Regions from separate parts of the Mus musculus genome. Here region 1 is linked to region 2. The links are chromatin contacts, called in public Hi-C maps. All regions are on one chromosome and are shown on one strand. Each heading gives the region's core, a stretch centred on a gene start, on an enhancer-like site or on the middle of the called end of the contact. The rest is flanking DNA. Distances are from core to core; before and after follow the strand shown. Region 1 overlaps Ell2 (elongation factor for RNA polymerase II 2). Region 2 has its middle 140 kb from the start of Pcsk1.

Region 1 (5,157 bases), core at 1,950-4,449, 510 kb after region 2:
CACCATAGTGAGTTTGACATTAGACTGAGTCACATGAGACCTCATTTTTAAAAACCAAAACAAACGCTTAAATAAAGCTTTACAATTGCAGAGTCAGTATATTTATTGATTACTTTTAAAATATTCTATATTTAAAGCTATATTAGGAACATTTTTCAATAATAAAGGTTATATTGAAGTAACCGCCTAACATTTTATTGTTTTAATATCTATCATTTAGTTATTCTATGATTATTTACACTGTTATTATTGCATAATAATGCATAATATTATTGCATAATAACAGTACAGGGAACATCTCTAGGATTTTCTTTTTCACCTCTGTTTCCTCAGGATAGATTCAGGGATGTGTAATATACTAGGTCAGGAAGTAGGAGTGACTTTCAGTAATGCCTCTAGAAGGATGCTGTTTTCTGTCCCCACAGCTCTTTGAAAGTATCTCAGGAGCTGATTCCCCTGGCCAATATTGAATGCATGCTTTGTTTTGTTTTTTACCATTATTTCAAAGTAATCATTTGATAATGTTTAAAAACTAACAGTGTGGGATAGAGAGATAGCTAGGACCTGGGTTTAGTTTCCAGTACCCACATCAGATGGCTCATGACTGCCTAGAACTCCAGGGAATCCAACATCCTCTTCTAGCTCCTGCAGCCACTACACCCAGACACACACACATATACACATAGATACAAATAAAATAAATCTTTTTAAAAACTGACAGTGTGACCTGCTTAATGATCCCTGGCATATGCTAGATACTGTAGTATTTTAAGATGCCATGAAGTAGCAGATGTTTCTGTGTCCCCATTTGGTATCGTCAGGAGTGGTTTTGGTTTCTTTCTTTTCCTCTTTTCTTTTTTCTTTTCTTTATATTACTCATGTTTCTAACCAACATAGTAGGATAGTCTTTATGTTCATAACTGATGATAATTTTTAAGATAATTATCTTATTTCAGTAATTGTAAAATAAGTATGGTATTCATGTAACCTTTTATGTATTTTGTTGTTTTGGCATTTTTGCATATCATTTTTATAGTCTTAAAATTTAACATGCTTGGGTTTCTGCAATCTCCTTTTGATGGCTGTCTCCTGTAAAGGAATATTATAAACTTTTAAGCTAGTAATGTCTTCCCCCTACCCACATGCCATCACACTATTGGCTATTGATGAGTTATTTATTGGCTATTGGTGAGGTCACATAATTTACTATTTCATACAGCACTGTTGTCCTGGAGTGATTGCTTAGTGGGTGGTGGTGGTGCTACTTTCTAGAAGTATATGACTATCTAGAGAATAATCACCGAAGCATTTCATTGTATGCATTCTACACATGCAGTATTGCTCTACTACTACATGTGTATTCATCCTTTCTTTGACAGCATCTCTTCCTCTGTGTAGAGACATCGGCTTAATGGTTCTCATAATAGGCCAGCCATACCATCCCTAGCCATCTTTCAACCCTATATTTCTTAAAGTTATAAATCTACTTATCTGGAGGTTTGACAGGTTTTATTTACATCTTCTATATTTACATCAGGCCTACCAAGGCTCTTTAGAAATCTGAACTATGACCTCTCATTTAATACTTGATGTTTTATATCAGTAGCTATGAAATTAGAAATAGTTTTTATTCCTTTATAGGTTTTAGAAAATTAGCACATCAATTTGAGTTATGAAAATTAAATAGAAATACATTTTATAGAATTGTGTATGTATTTTCTACCTCAGGAATTATTATTTTCAGAGGAGGTATTTGGGGAAAGGTCTATAAAATTCAAATACTACAGGTTTCACTCATCTTGTAGGACTGTGTAGGACTTGTGTAGACACAAGAAGTTTGAAAAAACAAAAAGGAAAGGCTAACTGGTCAACCACCTTTTAAAAATATCTATTAAAGAGGGGGAACCATGGGTAGCCACTAGAAAGTCCCAGATGCCAGGGACCCAAGAGGTTCCCAGGCCCCAACTGGGAGAACATTAGCCAAAATAACCAACAAAGGGGAGAGAGAACTTGTAGAGACCAGGTCCAGTGGATAGGCATGGCCCCCAGTTGAGAGATGGGGCCACCCACCCACCTCAAAAATATTAATCCAGAATTCCTCCTGTCAAAAGGGAATGCAGGGACAAAGAGTGGAGCAGAAACAGAAGGAAAGGACATCCAGAGACTGCCCCACCTAGGGACCCATCCCATCTGTTGACAACAAACTGAGACATTATTGCTGATGCCAAGAAGTGCTTACTGACAAGAGCTCGGTATAGCTGCCCACCAAGAGGCTTTGCCAGAGCCAGATCAACACAGCCAAACATTGGACTGGGCACGGGGACTCCAGTGGAGAAGTTAGGGCAAGGAATGTAGGAGCTGAAGGGGTTTGCAACCTCATAGAAAGAAAAACAATATCAACCAACCAGACGCCCCAAATCTCTCAGGGACTAAAACCATCAACCAAAAAGGGGATTCTCATGACTCCAGCTGGATATGTAGCAGAGGATTTGCCTTATCTGGCATCACTGAGAGGGGAGCCCTTTGGTCCTGTGGAGGCTCAATGCCCCAGCATAGGGGAACGCAAGTGTGCTGAGGCAGGAGTGGGTGTATGGGAGAGCACCCTCATAGAAACAGGGAGGAGGGAATAGGGGGCTTGTGGAGGGGAAATTGGGAAGGGGGATAGCATTTGAAATGTAAATAAATTAAATACCCAATAATAATAATAATTATAATTAAATAACTGGTCAACATTATTTTTTTACATTTGTTTAAAAAAATTTTTTAAGGCCAACTGGTCGAGCTGTTTCCAGAAATTAAGTCAGGGAGAGGAGAGAAAGGGATGGGAAAATATAGACAACCAATAGACTCTATTACAGGACCAGCGACAATGTTGGAATCAGAGGTATATGCCACAACATGCACCAGGCTAACTAAAGATTTATTTTTTAAAAAAAAATCTAAATAGCTTTAAAAAGAAAAATGTATTGAGATTAATTGATAGTGGAATCCAGAATTAAGAGCTGGTCACTCTTCCATTTCACTTTGGAAATAACCTTCCAAACAGTTGTTTATATTAGTGAGCATGCAAGTTTTCATGGTGATGTTGATTGAACTGGGCTGAAGCCATGCATTTTGCAAAATCTCGGGCCTAGGCCAGCCGTTCTGTTGATCTTCAGGGCAGCTCCTACCCGTCCCGTCAGGTCTGTCTCTTCACTAGATTTACACCACTGCTTATGACTGCCAGGCACAAACCTAGGTCTGCCAGCTTTTGCCTGCCGTTCCTCCAGGCATGGTGTGGCTTTCCTCAGGACCGCAGACGAGCAGGAGGAGAGAAAACTCACAGGGATTTGGAACTTAACTGTTCATACATAACATTTTTTTTCCTTGTAGAACTAAGATTTGAGCTTTGTTTCAGAAAGACAAACTTTTTTTTAAGACAAATTTCTGCTTTATAATTGACCAGGATAATGTCTCCCTGAGTTCTTTTAGTGTGTCCTTCCCAGCCCTTTAGCTATCTCCCTGGGTCTTCTAAGTTGTGTTTTTTAAGAGGTTGGGATGTGTTTTCAAATGGAACTTGAGGACAAGAGTTCTGCATTTTAGTGAAGAAATATATGTATGGAGAGAGAGAGAGAGAGAGAGAGAGAGAGAGAGAGAGAGAGAGAGAGAGAGAGAGACGTGTATAATGTAAATCTTAAGTACCACAAACCCAAGAAGCCACTTTGCCTATGTTTTCAGGCTAAATATAACCTAGAAGAGATCAGACGTTTCCTCTTCCTGACATTCACGCCCTCCAGTCGGTGTTTGCTCTGCCGAGTCCTACTTTCCCAAAGAGCCTTACTTACGTGGCCTATTTCAACTTCATTTGTTTTGTTTTGTTTTTAATCACTGGCATGTTTGATTGATTGTTTGTTTGTGTAAATCTGCAAATATTTATGAGGCATGTTCAATGTCCCAAACATAAACAAAAATGAATGAGACCACAGCCCTTGATTTTCAACAACTCAGTCTGGTGGGGGAGAAAGACATAAATCAGAACCCAGGGAACTTAGTAAAGAAGCAGTAAAGGCTATGGGGATTGTGAGGACCCAGAAGAGGAGCAACTAAGCCCACCTCACTAGAGACGGCTGGGCTTCCTCACAGAGTAAAGGTCCTGAGCTGAGTCATAAATGAAAGAAATGTTACCACAAGATAAACAAGAAGTAGAGACTCAGCCCAGTGTTTTCTGATGGCACGGTGCTGCCTCTTGAGATGAAGGGCACTATGGCGAGTGAGGCCCAGTTCAGTTGCTGTAGTAGCAGAGAACTCTGGATGCCTATAACTGGATGCCTATAAATGCACTTCAATTCCCTCTCATGGATAGCTAGATTAAAAATAAAAAACCAAAAAACCATCAATGGTGTATGGGACTGATGCGTTCAGACTGGCATTGGAGGATATTTGACTTAAAACCTGAGTGATTTGGGGATAAGAGCTGAATGATTTACGGATATGACTGAGAAGGGATCAAAAAAAAGCTGAAAGACAAAAGACATTGTCAAAGGCATGAGGGGATCTTAAACAAAGCAGGGGAGATAGATGAGAATGCATATTTAAGAAATAATTGGGGAGTAGAAGACAAACATGTGATGGGTTCGAGCTGGGACATCAAGGGTGGTTTGAGAAGGAGAGGGGTGGACACTAAGTCTTCAGGACAGCAGGGGCCTCAGAGGATACTGTAGTGTTCTGGGAGATGACTCAGGGATGTGAAGACAGTTTAGTTCTTTTCTATGTCAGCATCCATTCTATGTAATGTATTCAGATTTTTTAAATGCTTTCTAAAATAAGAATGACGAGAATTGCTGAACTCACTGGGAGGTTTTACTTTTTGCTCCCCAGGACTCCATATGTGTAGTCTAGCCATGACTGCATTTTGAACATATTACATAGATTTTTTTTCCTATGGCTCTCTCACTTTTACTTCCAAAGCTGCTTTCAGCTTTTGGCTCAATTTTACATTTATTTTTTAAATATAAATTTTATTTTCTCATACTCCTTAAAGCCACATAGCTTTCCCTGTATATCTCTAATTATCTATTATTTGCATCTTTCCCTTACAACTGCCCAGCCCGTCCTCTTTCCTTTCCTGGAAATAGCCAGCTACTAACCAGCTTACTCCCAGCCACCTGGCGTCTTCGA
Region 2 (5,315 bases), core at 865-3,364:
ACCTGAGCTTAGAGTTCTACAGAGGGCAGAGCTGGAGAAGTGACACCAGCCCTTTGGAGGAGGCCAGAAGATCATATGTGGATCCCAGACATTGAAACAAGAATCTATAACATCGAAGTTGCCTTGGAGACCCCAAGATTCTCCAGATGCCAGAGCCATAGTAGATATCTTGAGGAATGCTGCTAACAGAGAGTGGAACCAGCCCAGGAGAAAGAAGTTTGCTACAGTCAACAAAGATGAAAAAGGATTTGGAGATCTGAAGACTCCTTTGACATATGGTGATTCAGAATTTGGAGTTTGACCATCTGATTTCCTGTCTTTACTCAGGGATTACAGTTAAATGACTGGATGGATCTCAGGAGAGACTTTGAACTTTGGACTTTTAACATTGTTGAGACTGCTATAGACTATGGGGACTTTGGAAGTTGGACTAAATGTACTTTTTTTTATTATACTATAGCTAGATATGACCCCCACAGGTTTATGTGTTTGTACAAGCCTATGGGGGCCAGAGAGTGGAATGTTGTGGTTTGAATATGCTTGCCCAGGGAGTGGCACTATTAGAAGACATGAGAGTAGGTATGGCCTTGTTGGATGTGGGTGTGGGATTTAAGGCCCTCATCCTAGCTGCCTGGAAGGGAGTTTTCTACTAGCAGCCTTCAGATGAAGATGAAGAACTCTCAGCTCTGCCTTCATCATGCCTACCAGGATACTGCCATATTCCCACTTTAATAATAATGGACTGCACCTCTGGATCTGTAATCCAGTCCCTAGTAAATGTACTTTCTAAGACTTGCCTTGGTTATGGTGTCTGTTCACAGTGATGAAACTCTATGACAGGAGGTGTGTCCTTACTAACAATGTGTCACTGTAGGAGTGGGCTTTAAGACCCTCCTCCTAGCTTCTTGGAAGATAGTCCTTTGGATGAAGATGTAGAACTCTTAGCTCCTCCAGTGCCATGCCTGCCTGGAAGCTGCCATCTTCCTGTCTTGATAATAATAGACTGAACTTCTGAACCTATAATTCAGCCTCAATTAAATATTCTCTTTTCTAAGAGAACTGGTCCTGGTGTCTCTTCAAAGCAATGGAAGCCCTAAGACAGAGGTCATTGAAGATGAGTTCTCAGATTCTGTGTGAGTATAGCCTATCCTCCTATCCTGGTAGGCATGATGAAGGCAGAGCTGAGAGTTCTTCATCTTCATCTGAAGTGATACTGGGGAAATGGCCCTGCACAGCTGACTTGTGTTCCCTGCATTCTCTGCAGTGCTGGGTCCATGGGGTCACCTATTGGCTGTTCCTGCAAGTCAGGTACAGAGTCTCTGAACTAGGCAGGACACACTTTTGCTTGTCCTCAAAGATAAGGACTGGTATGCATCTGCCTGCAACTACAAATCTGTATTACATGCCTACATGCTGTTTTGTGTCCAATGTGGGATTTTTATGCTTTGGATTTTCCTCAGCTCACTGCGTGATTTTTGCTTAATCCCTTTTCATTTTGCATATATAATATATAATGCCATGACCAAAAATTGGAATATGGCAATGCCTTGAATTTTTAAAAGGCTCTCCCAACTTAAAATATTCCCTAAAAGCTACCTGGGACCCTCCATAAAAGCCAAGTAGAGATTTTATTATTGATACTGGTTTTTACATTTACATTTTCTCTTATAGATGCATGAAGATATTCAAATAATTTTCTTGTGGTTATATACACGTTTTCTTGGCAGTATGGTATCAAAGTTGTGATTCCACTCTTCTCTCATATAGTGCTCAAATCAAGTTGCATAGCTAAAGCGCATGGATGGTATCGGTACCTGACAGTAGTTAAGATCATTGCTAAGAACCACTGAAGCCAGGCACCTGGCCTCTCCTTACTTTATTCAGTATTAAGAGAGATGTTTGTTGCCATCTTTTCCCTCATAAACATTTTTATTTCCAAGCTAGAGCAAGTTATGGTGCTGTTGTGCATAGTTACTGTACCCATAGGCCAATCCATAGACGGACACTCAGAATTGCTACCACGACAGTGGCACTCAGTTCAAGACTGAAAGATAAATTGGGCTTGCCAAGGTGCAAAGGTCTAAGCAAGGACCAGAATCCAAGGCTCTGAGGCACAAATAGTCAGGCAGTCTTCCAAGTACAAAGTGTTACCATGTTCTTTCAATGACCTCACCTCTGGGCTGAGCCATCTGCTATCTCAAAGACCCTCTTCCCAGGAGTCCACATCCAGGAAGAGTGGGCTAGAACTCATCAAAAGCAACAGGTGAGCCATTTATATTATGGAACATTAAATTTCTGTGAACTAAACTTCAGAGCAGTTATCTTTAGGGAAGTTGTAGTTGATCACATGTTTCTCTTCCAGAGTCAAAGTCCAGGCATTTTATTATGTTTATATATTCTCTGGGCTTTGGGAGTTACTGATACTGTAAGTTCCACGCCCCACGGAACTCTAACATAGTAAACAAGGATTTCAAATGAAGAAAGAAGGGATAATAAATGAAGCAGAGCACAAGCAAAACAGGAAGGGATGAAACATAATGTTAGGTTATAAAACAAGGAACCATGCAAAACGGAGTACAGTCGTGACCTGGCGTGTTGGAACCTGAGGCCTGAAATATGTGTTTAAAACACGAAAGCAGACCAAAAGTAGATTTTATTTTCATTTCTTTTTCTTTTTTCTCTTTTAACCTTTCTGTCTGATACTTGGCTTTTCCTGAGATTTATGTAAGCAGCAGCAGTTGAACAACTTCTATTTTGTAAATTTCAGGCTTGAAAAAATAGGGATGAACAAGACACTCTAAGTAAAATCTGTCCATCCTTTTCCCTTTTAAAAAAAGTTACCTCAAGTTCTTCTAACAAGTGATTCTGAGTAGATGAAGCTAAGACAAAAGAATAACAAGATGGAGAAGGAGAAGGAGAAGGAGAAGGAGGAGGTATAGGAAGAAGTGGTGGTGGTGGTGGTAATGCTGGAAGAAGAGAGAATAAGAGAGGGACAGAGGGAGGAAGGAAAAGAGCTTTCCCCATGGCTTTGGCAACTTAAGAAAGAAGAGGTCAAGCAACAGTTTTATTGGTTTCTAAGACATCTGAAGTATGTTCTTAGTTCTCCATTCTCTGATCCTGCCCTGAGGACTTCTAAAGTCACAGACAGTGGACAGAAGAAGAGTGTCCCTGCATCCAGGCTGCCCTTTGCCCAATACAGCAGGTCAGCTTTAATCTTAGCAGTGTCTTTCATCTAAAAGGGCATATGCCAAGCAAGATGTTAATGTGACACTCTGCACAAGCACACATTATGAGCCCCAAGTGCAGATGTGGCTACATGCATTTCAGAGCAGCCAGCTAGCATCTACAGAAATTCAGACACCTTGATGCCCAGTTGCTGTGTGGCTTTGTGGCATCTTCTACCAGTGTGTCTATGAATATAATTTAATATTATTTAATAGTTTTCTAATAATTTACTCTTGCTCTATCATATTAGAGAATTCTCTAAAGTCACTCTGTAGCAAAACCATAAATTACATAAAATACAGCTTTACATAATATTAACCAGTATTATATATAGATATATAGAGATTATAGTTGCCTTTACCATCATCCTTTCCGTGGTTGAAAACCAAAAAAAGGATATACTGGTGTTAAGTAAGGGTTGCACTGGATGAAGTAGCTTGTCAGGGTGACTGTGTTTGCTCTCTTCACAGAACAAATTCTTAAACGCTCCAAAGTAAGTTTTATTTTTGCTTCAGCCTAGTTTTAGTTGTAGGGTTTGTTAAGCATCAGGTTTAAATTTTCCAGCTTTCCAAATGCCAGGCAAGAATTGGGGCATATCGCTGAGCTATGGCCTGATTCTTATGTTTACTTAGTCATTGACAGGGTCTCACTGTTTTTCTCAGGCTGGCCTTGAACTTGAGGTCCTCACACCTTTACATCCCAGATAGCTGGAATTAAAAGCCTTCACTACTAGATTTGACTTGAAAAATATTCTTTAGTCAAATAAAATCATTTTGAATTAAAATTTGACATTGTTCAAAGCATGCTTGATGGGGAAAAATAACTGGAAACACTCGTCATGGCAGATCAGGTGTGTCCTTCCAAGGAGTTCCACTGGAGGGCAGTGTGTGCTTCAGAACAGGCGAGTGCTTCTGGGTTTGGAGCCGCATTGGTATGAAAATCTACACACCTTGGCAAGTTTTTAATCACAGGGGGGCACAGGAATACTGTATTCCCAGTCCTCCTTCTGACTGCATTGAGGATTAAAACAACTAAAGTGACTATTCAACTGAAGCCTGTCTTTTTTACAGACCCAAGCATGAAGACTATAATAGTTACTTGAAATTCATAAGACCAACTTAAGTCTTCATAGCAAAGCATGTGTACTGGAGAAAAGAGGAAGCAAGGAAAGAAAAGAACAGAGTGGTGGTAGAAAACTACCGCGAGCATTATTACTGCAGTCAGTGAGGCATGCTGAGTGGTGCTGGTGTTTTCAGAGTGGGCTAGAGCATGCTAGACAAGGAGTGGGTTTCCCCTGTAGGATTCTGAGTGGATTTAGACAGGTGGTTTTGGTCCAGAAGCTCTTGAGCAGGGGCACAGAGCAGAGCAATTACAGAAACCCTGTCCAGCGAGGCAGTTGTTGAGGTGGTCAAGGCCAGAGAATGCTCAGCTCTAACAGTGTATGGAGAATAAGAATGGAATCAGTCTGAGAGACAGAAAAGATGGACATGTCCTAGGATTTAATAATCAGTTTTCTGAAGTGGAGGAGGGAGAAATTCTAACATTTTATAACAGGGGAAAAAAAAGTGACAAATAGAAATTGAAGAAAATGGAGGAAGGTGCGTTTTGAGAAATGGAGCCAAACATCTGGAGAATATCCAGAGAAAAAGTACCTAGGAGGTGATGGAATTGTTGAGCCTGAAGATCAGGGGAGGGACGGTAAGGTACTAAAGACAGTGTCATTGGCACAAAGTTAGTAATTAAAATGTTGAGTGTGGATAAGCTCATCCAAGAAGATTGCCAGTACTGGGAGGAAAGAAACAGACAGCTGGACCACCCAGCACAAGTGGTGGGAAGCAGAGGAGGCCACAGTGAAAAAAGACAGAAACAAACAAGACAAACCAAGAGCAGAATTCTCTGTGGAGCAGTGAAACTCAACCAACAGAGGCAAATGCCCCAGAAATGAGCTGCAACACAAAGTCCACAACAGCTAGTGTGCAGGTACCTAACAAGAGAAGCAGATTGCAGAGGCTGCCAACAGTGAATATAGTCTTGCTCCATATAGGTTAGTCCTTTATGAAGCTTATATGAAAAATAAAAAAGAAGACATA

Evidence for each region. Hi-C and Micro-C count contacts between places; a contact is called where the count stands out from the background.
Region 1: a Hi-C map of liver shows a contact between it and region 2, with 5 times the contacts expected there. The contact joins two enhancer-like sites. A contact is called at or near these places in 2 of 15 datasets of contacts at CTCF or cohesin (large pre-B cells and pro-B cells), 2 of 484 Hi-C or Micro-C datasets (cortical neurons and liver) and 1 of 115 datasets of contacts at active chromatin or transcription factors (kidney).

The regions. Positions count from the first base shown.
Region 1 is chr13:75,735,007-75,740,163 of GRCm38.p6, forward strand. All of the region lies in intron 2 of Ell2 (elongation factor for RNA polymerase II 2), which reads left to right. Among named protein-coding and RNA genes, the nearest start is that of Ell2, 30 kb to the left of the region's middle. Within about 2 kb of position 3,200, at least 65 of the 459 cell types and tissues checked have an H3K27ac peak or open chromatin away from gene starts, as enhancers often do. A contact at or near this core is called in liver, where this site is marked.
Region 2 is chr13:75,223,692-75,229,006 of GRCm38.p6, forward strand. No RefSeq gene overlaps it. Among named protein-coding and RNA genes, the nearest start is that of Pcsk1, 140 kb to the left of the region's middle. Within about 2 kb of position 2,115, at least 14 of the 459 cell types and tissues checked have an H3K27ac peak or open chromatin away from gene starts, as enhancers often do. A contact at or near this core is called in liver, where this site is marked.